Regions from separate parts of the Mus musculus genome. Here all the other regions are linked to region 3. Evidence: chromatin contacts called from public Hi-C data. All regions are on one chromosome and are shown on one strand. The core of a region is the stretch at or near the end of the contact, and the rest is flanking DNA. Distances in the headings are between cores, read along the strand shown.

Region 1 (2,700 bases), core at 36-2,535, 510 kb before region 3:
CATCAGCAAAGGAAGTTAAACACATAATTTTATAGTAGAAAATTTCTTTTGAGTTTTAGTTAATTTAGTCCTGCAGTTAATCAAATATCTTTCTGTTATACGGCAGCAATATATACCTATGTTTTCAGTGAATATAAGGGCAGTGTCCATAGAGAGGCAGTCGATATCAACTTGGCCTCCCTGGATTCGATACCAGTTGGCTTGCAAGTCTATGGAGCCATCAAATTTATCTTGAAATCCAGTTTGAGAGCTGTCATTCACTCCTATAAGGACATCATCCAAAGCCCACTGGGCCGAATGCTTCCCTGCAATCAAATGAACAGCAGCAGTTGGAGCAGGCTCATTACACAGCAATAGGAATATCTCCGTGACCATGATTTTAAATCAAATTGTCTGGAAATTGACAGTAAATTAACACACTTATATATTACACATTGGATATGGATGCTATGTGATCTTTTTTTTTTAATAAAGTCATCAGGAATGTTGGAAAGAGCAGTGACTCACCATGCTGCGGCTGCCACCACCGGAAAGCTGTGGCAGGTGTCTTTGCTTCCCGGGGCAGGTCAATGGAAATGATCTGTGGCTCCAGGAATGACATGAAATCCAACTCTCTCAGCAAATGCCAAAGTATCCCATTATCATTGGAATACTGAACAACAAGCCCTGAGTTACAAGACATAAATTCAATGACTAAGACAGCGTTCTTAGAGGCAAGGAACAGTCTGTTTTAAACAGCAAAACTGCAGCAACTTCAGACTGTGTCTCAGAGAGGGAACACTCATCCATCTAACTTACAAGGCATGAATTAGTAGACTCAAAGGCCCATCAATTTCCTGACAGTTTCTAATGCACTCACTCCCAGTAAATGGAGACAAGAACTACATAAGCTCCTTCAGAGACCACTCAGCTCTGTAGGAGTGATGAGTGAGCTGGTTAGGGAGCTGCTCCTGTGCGTGCACTTGAAATGTGGACTCCAGCCTGAGCATCACAAAGTCTCAGGTCATCACTATATTCTCCTAAGAAATATCTTAATTTCTCTGGCACGGGAGGAGCTGCGTGTGCTGCTTGCTGCTGAGGCAGTAGGCAGTGAGTTGTGCTTAGCCGGGAAGTCTGTTGGGCAGAGCACCCTTTAACCAATACTTCATACTCTGACAGACCTTGGTTAGTGAAACCTGAACAAGACCAGATTAGTCAAGAGCCAAAAAGCAAGACTCAGGTCTCTCCAATGTCGCTTCTCTTTCCTATTCTCTGTGCCACCCCTCCTTGTGCCTGAGCCATCTGTTCCCTCAACTCCACCCCTGTGACAAGGTGACAAGATCTGTGGAGCTGCACATTTGTGTGCAAGGGATGTCACGCCCTTGCTGCTACTTCTAGAAATGTTGTCATTTAAAAGGGGACAAATGGGAAGGCTAATGATCAACAAAGGAGAAAACTGCTATGGGTAAGGTTATGGGATTATACATAAATATACATATGGATATGTGTGTGTCTGTGTATGGATGTCCTATATATGTAGATATCCTATATATAGATGGATATATCCATCTATATATGTATATATACATATGAGTATATATATGAATATATATCTGTGGGAGAAAGCAGAGTGCATCTGTCTAATGGCATATTCTATACTTATTTGTAAATTGGTATTGAATATTCACTAGTTTTTAAGCATTTATAGAAATTATTCCCAATAAAGTTTTATCTGTTATATCTTTTATTACATTTTAACTCTTGAAAAATTATGAATCATATATGGTATATTTGACTTTAAAAATATATAGACTAACCAGAGTGCCTCCATCCATTGTAATATTAAATAACAAAGACTTAATTAGCACAAAGTTTTGAGAAATATTATGCTGAAGAGCAAGTAGCTCAGTGCCAATTGGCAGTACATGACATTACAGGTGCTCCTCCTGACAGGCAACAGTGCCAGGAACAGTGACAAATCTATGAAAAGCTAGAACTCTCAGAGAGCCTGTATGTTTACAACAGAATCTGTCAAGTTCTGAGAGGAAGAGAAAGAATGAGAAGGAAGAGAACAGGTGTGTGCTGGACCGCACCCAGCCACAGTGATGGAGAGTTAGAGGTGCTGCTGACTGAGGGGCAGCCACACGGCAGGAGAGCCGAGAGTCACATGAAGCCTTAGGAAGGAAACGAATCTGGGTTCCAGCCTTCATCTGAGTCTGCCCAGGGTGCTGTCTGGCAAAAGCACTACACAGTAGTTCTCAGTGTTTATTCAAAATATGTCCTAATATGTTGGATGTCGAAGAGTGTAGACACTTCAAAAATTTCATTTTCTGTGGCTATTGATTTGAATTTATGTAGTTTATATTCCATCAGAGAAGAAATGGAAAGGAGACGGGAGAGGTAGGGGAAAGGAGAGAAGAGGTGGGGTAGGGTAGATGAGTAGGAGCGGCCACTGTAGAAGGGGGACTGAAGTTTTCCAAATGAAACATCATGGAAATACAGATCATCTGCACCATCTGAAAAGGTGCTCTATCTGCAGTAGTTTTAGTATGTTCACAACTTCATTGATGCTTCTCTCCTTAGGAACTCAGGGCTGGAGAGATGGCTCAGCAGTTAAGAGCAATGGCCACTCTTCTAGAGGTCCTGAGTTCAATTCCCAGCACCCACATGGTGGACCACAACCATTTATAAGGGGGCTCTGATGCCCTCTTCTGTCATACA
Region 2 (2,700 bases), core at 179-2,678, 370 kb before region 3:
TAGAATATTCAAATTAATGACCCCTCAGAAGTATTCTGTAGGTATTAAAACCATGTTTTTTTGTTTTTGTTTTTAAATTTTTTTTAACCATATTTTAAGAGCAAGTGGTTCATTTTCTGTTTGGTATCTGTTTATTCTTAAAATGAAGACACCATGGAGCAATGACTTCTGCTTGGGGTTGAGTCTGTCAGGGAGCAGGATCTGTGCTCATTGCACAGAAATGTGATGGTGTCTGACCTATTCATATCTCATTCCCCTTCCTGGTTAGAACCTCGCTAGGGGACCTCTTCCAGCTTACAGCAGATGGACAGTGACCACAGGGTAGGAAATGAACAGCTGTTCTCCCCTTTGGTGCCTGTCTCTCTTTCAGCCCTATCCCTATTTTCTTCATTGTAACCACCCCACCTCTCATAGGAAGAGGCACATTGATTCATTTGCAATTTGTATATGTCACAAATGCTGTGACCTCCCCCAAGCCTTTCCAAGTAGCAACTTTTTCCCAATTCCCCTCCATGGGGGAAAAGAGATTTTTGCCAGAGACTGTGATAAGGAAACTCATGGACAAGAAATGCAAAATACATCAGGTTTGCAAATTTCTTCTTTTCCCTGGACCAGTATAATCAATGCCTCAGTGCTCAAGTGCCTGCCCCCAAAGTACCAATCTTTACTCTGGGGGGATCAGATATGTGCCTTGCCTTGAATATCATCAGCCTTTTTTTTTTTTTTTTTTTGGCTTTGATCTTGGTCTCAGCTCTCTGAATGGCCTGCAAGGTAAAAGCCTTTTAAGGGTGGTGCTGGCACTAAGCTCTGGTGCCACTCTTGCTTCTGTCAGTCTCCCTCCCTGGACCTCCCTCTCTCCTGGATGCTCTGCTAGGATGCATTTTTAGTTTCTTCTGCTCTGAGTCATGTAAACATCGTTGCTGTGCACCATCCAACTTGCTTTGTTTTCACAAAGAAACTCCTCTTGCCCAAAGTATTTGGTAATCATTTAAGGGGTAGCATTTAATCTTCTGATACATATATTTGATTTGATAATTTAAAAAAAAATCTGGGGCACATCATAAATTTTGTTTTTCTCAAGTGATTACGGGTACAGTACACCGTTATAGAAAACTTCCCAAAGAGCTTCTCTGTGATAGAAGGGTTGTCTATCAAGTCCCTTGGTTAATCAACAGGGGACGGGAGATCGCTGGTTCCCATTAAGATCTGAACTGTCCCTTCATTTCCCTCAGCCTATTCCACTGGCACAGCCAGCAGAATGGGTGGGATCCTATGTATGATGGACGCACCACTCAGTCACATTCCTCAGCTATGAGTTAAGCTCAATCTAGTTCCCGGGCATCTAGTTCCCATTTACACAGAGAGATGGACACTGCCAGTCCCTGGTGATCATCTAAGCAACAAAGAGTGCTGGCGAGACACTGTCAGTACTGATGACCAACCTCCCACTCTATGAGGAAACCCCCTGGTAAACACTAGCAGGGCATGGTAAACACTAGCAGGGCGTGGTAAACAATAGCAGGGCGTGGTAAACAATAGCAGGGCGTGGCTAGGAATGAACTGCTGAGGTCTATTATGTAAGGACCATCAGATCAATGACAAAGTGAATTCTTCAGGAGAAAAGACATAATCTTTACTTGAATTTAGATGACGTTCATCTTTCTGTACTTATTTAATTTAAACTCATCTTTTATGCTATATCTGCCATACGAAAGCACAGGCCACTCCTGTGATGAAAGAGCAGGCTTTCCAGGGCCAAAATCAGCTCCACACAGTTATTCATTAAATTAAGGTACTACAGAAGTATTCTATATGTACATATTTAGATTTGTATGTGTTAACATATATCCTTAGAGGTATAAAAATCAAGTCATAAAATTATTTTTAATGTATATTATACCTGAGAATTTTATAATAAAAACATGTATTGAACTTCAACTTCAGAAAGCATAAGCAGTAAATTAATTCTGCTATTACACATTCCCCAAATTCCAACTTTTATTTACATTTGTTTTGAGCTCAGCTTCCGAGAGATTTTATTGGGACACAGATCACCGTGCTCCAGACAAGGTTTTCCTATTTGGTAATCACCTCTCCAAGGTCTTACTTCACACGGAGAGCAGAGCCGGCAAAGCACAGACTCTAATTTAAGCTACAGTACATAACTTCAGTAAGTTCGTGCGGGAAAGGAGCAGTAATTCACACAGAGGCACCCAAGACTCAGCTCCTCCCTCTCAATTCCCTGCTCTAAAAGAACCGAGGAAATCTACCTACTGAATCAGGTCCTGCGTAATTAAGATGTTTATGAATTGGGCTCAGGGGGGAAATGAACAGCTTCCCTGCGCCATACAAACTGTAATCTCTCACACACGTGGCATTTTATTTCTTTATTTAATAAAAATATGAAGCCACATTTCTCTTCTTTTTTTCATAGCTTTCTGTTGAGCTAGGAGCACCTCAAAGGTTGGATTGTTCTGGTTGCTAGTTTTCAAAGTATGGCCATAGAAAGTAGGCAGCTCTTGTTTATGTCAAAGGTACTTTGCTATGTGTTGTACAGAAAGCAACTCAGGCCTGAGTTCTTCCACATACTAGTATCTAAATATAAAGCATTTATGATCTGATGATATTCCCCATGTTTTGACACTATTAAATCAAACCAAAAGCAATACAAACACAGACTCACATTCCTCTAACATAAAA
Region 3 (2,700 bases), core at 65-2,564:
AAGCTATTTCCAGGGCTAGTAATATGGTGTGATATGGTTCAGGACAGAAAATGTGCTATACAGGAGGCAGGTAACCAGCTGCCCTGAGGAGCAATGGTGTGGACACTAGAAACTCTGCCCCCTTCTCTTCCTATCTTCAGTTTCTCAGCTGCCAATTTCTGGTGTCAGTTTCTACCTCACACTTCAGCCTGAACCATGACTCAGCACCTGTGTAGCAAAACAGTAGGAGCCAAAATCTCATATCCCAGGAGGCACTGCTCCCAACGGCAACCTACAGGCCTGTCTCCTCTCCACAGAGCTCTGCATGTGGAAACCCAAGTGTGATTCTGTCCTGTGCTCAGCTCTTCCTGGGCACTGTCTTCACCAAACATGCTGTGAAGGGCAGGAAGAAACATGCTCACTGGCTGTGGTGCTGGCCTCCTGACTGTAAAGTTCCCATTTTACTCAGGAGACAAAACACAATTTTATTCCTCTTTGTATTCCTTACCTCAAATTAAGAGACAGAAATTAACTTGTTATTTTTGAAGAAGAAAGGGTCAGAAAATCACCACATGAAAAGACTTCGTACCTAGGAATGCTGACTGTGAGAATTTTTCTTCATAAAATGGAATGAAAGAGTAAAATATCTCCAAAATTTAAACTAAATTATAATTAAACTCTTTAAACCCATTCAGTTTTCAAGTATTCAGTGGTAACAGGAAACTATTTAGAAAATATGAACAAGTAAGGTGGTCAGAACCAAAGAACACAGCTAATGTAAGAGGAAGAATTTTATTGTGGCGCTCTCAAAATTCATCAACTCAAAAGAAAAATGGAAGGAAGGAACACAATACGTTGGTGAACTGGGAGTGACCAGTACTGTCAGGTTAGCAAGCAGAGTTAGACATGAAGCTGCTGTGTGCACAATGAACAAGCTGCCAGGTTTTGAGAAAACTAGGTAAGAAGATAAACATACACAGCACATACTTTAGCAACTATGATCTTTTAAAATAGTGGCCTTAGGAAATCTGCTTTGGCAAGAGCCAGCAGAGACTCCTGTGGAGAGGAAGTGAAAAGGCTGGGCAAATAAACAAGGGCTGCTGGCACGTTCAAAGCGCAGGGGATAGTTCATAGAGCAAAACACAGTCCTAAGTAAATGGGTTTCAGGCAATTTCAGTGTTAAGATAACATCATTAAGAGTAGAACAGATTGTGCTCAAACCCTGCTGTTTATAATTAACACGTTGCTTCCAAATACTCCTGGGCCCCTGGTAAACCGTCTTCTGCTCACAGCTACCCAGACCAATCAGAGGGTTTTCATCGGATTCCATGCTGGGCCAGCACCTGTTTGGACAAATCCAATCCAGCCAAAGAACTCCTTTCCCCGGCCAGCTGAGTATTTGGATGAACACAGCTTGGCTTAGTCATTGTCACAGTGTCCATATGGCTTTGAGGCTTGTTTTCACAAGAAATCATACAAGTATTTTATTATGTCAAAGTTCACCATCCTAGAAACAAAAACAGATAGCATGTTAGCCTCCCGTCTCGACTGCTCAGCTCTGAATGACTGCAAAGCAAACTACAACTGGACAATGCTGTCAGATGCACTAGAACTCATTTTGTTTTAAATGTAACTTACAAACACAACTTTTAAACCGTTTTGAGCCATTCATAAAGTACTTAAGACAAACACAAAGTCAGAGCCTCTCAACACTTTGTGTGTGAACTATACGGTACAAAGTTTAGACTTTATTTGAAAACTACTTGCTTTCTGCCTAATAATCAGGATGAAGTAATTAGAGATGCAGAAGTATTTAAATCTTGTTTGCTTCAGAACATTGTTTATCTTCCCAAACACCTGTTTTATCACCACATCATGCACAGCTCATCTGTCCTCATTTGTAGCTTTCATTATCTTCAGTCTTTTAGCAGCGGCTGACCTGTATGCGCATTTCAACTAAATCTGTATGATCCAAGAATATGGTACAACAGACGATGTAGATGTATATTTTTATACTCTGATGGCAGGCATTATAAAATAACAGAGGAAGAGACATATAATTATTTTCCTTTCTCCAAACTCATTCTTCACTATAAATATTCAGACTTGGAGGTTTATTATTTGAATAAATGTTCAAAATAATTAGATATAATGATCTAGCAATAAGTATAAAATTAAAGCCCTAAGTATTCAGTTCTGCAAGAATAATCATCCGCTTGAGAACAGCCTTTTCAAGTCACTAATTGCACATTCTTACTTATTAAACGATCATTAGTATTCTTTTTGTCTATCATTTTGTTATATACTTTCTAAAAAAGTTTCTACACAAATGACTGACAAGCCAAATATTTTTTAAATATATGGCTAGGGAATTATAAAGATTTTGAAACACATTTAAAAATAGCTCCATTTGTGAGATGCTCTGGCTACCGAGATACCCAACAGTGAAGAATACATTTACTATAACAAGTGCCTCCCTGAGAAATACGGAACCTTTCTAAGCAGCAAAACAGTGATCATTTCAATTAAGTCCTCTCAGGCACAAGGCTATAATGTGGCTATAATGTCACAACATGGTCCTTTCACTTACCTCTCAAACCTACTGCCAGTGAAGTCCCTATAGTAATGATCTTAAAATACCTTACAGTTAGTAACCTGACTTATGAATTGTCTTGAGGGAAACCAGAAATAGCAGGCTAGACTTTCTCATCCATGAGGAAG

Evidence for each region. Hi-C and Micro-C count contacts between places; a contact is called where the count stands out from the background.
Region 1: a Hi-C map of cerebellum shows a contact between it and region 3, with 2.0 times the contacts expected there. The contact joins two enhancer-like sites. A contact is called at or near these places in 1 of 484 Hi-C or Micro-C datasets (cerebellum) and 1 of 115 datasets of contacts at active chromatin or transcription factors (cardiomyocytes).
Region 2: a contact with region 3 is called in a Hi-C map of cerebellum, with 2.2 times the contacts expected there. The contact joins two enhancer-like sites. A contact is called at or near these places in 2 of 484 Hi-C or Micro-C datasets (brain and cerebellum).

What each region holds. Positions count from the first base shown.
Region 1 is chr5:21,979,461-21,982,160 of GRCm38.p6, forward strand. Reln (reelin) reads right to left here. Exons shown (of 65, transcript NM_011261.2): 32 at 508-666; 33 at 117-305. Among named protein-coding and RNA genes, the nearest start is that of Slc26a5, 120 kb to the left of the region's middle. Within about 2 kb of position 1,286, at least 8 of the 459 cell types and tissues checked have an H3K27ac peak or open chromatin away from gene starts, as enhancers often do. A contact at or near this core is called in cerebellum, where this site is marked.
Region 2 is chr5:22,119,198-22,121,897 of GRCm38.p6, forward strand. The region is part of intron 8 of Reln (reelin); the gene reads right to left. Among named protein-coding and RNA genes, the nearest start is that of Reln, 220 kb to the right of the region's middle. Within about 2 kb of position 1,429, at least 11 of the 459 cell types and tissues checked have an H3K27ac peak or open chromatin away from gene starts, as enhancers often do. A contact at or near this core is called in cerebellum, where this site is marked.
Region 3 is chr5:22,485,732-22,488,431 of GRCm38.p6, forward strand. It overlaps Orc5 (origin recognition complex, subunit 5), which reads right to left. Exons shown (of 14, transcript NM_011959.3): 14 at 749-1,486. The coding sequence ends at 1,441. Among named protein-coding and RNA genes, the nearest start is that of Gm22887, 48 kb to the right of the region's middle. Within about 2 kb of position 1,315, at least 18 of the 459 cell types and tissues checked have an H3K27ac peak or open chromatin away from gene starts, as enhancers often do. A contact at or near this core is called in cerebellum, where this site is marked.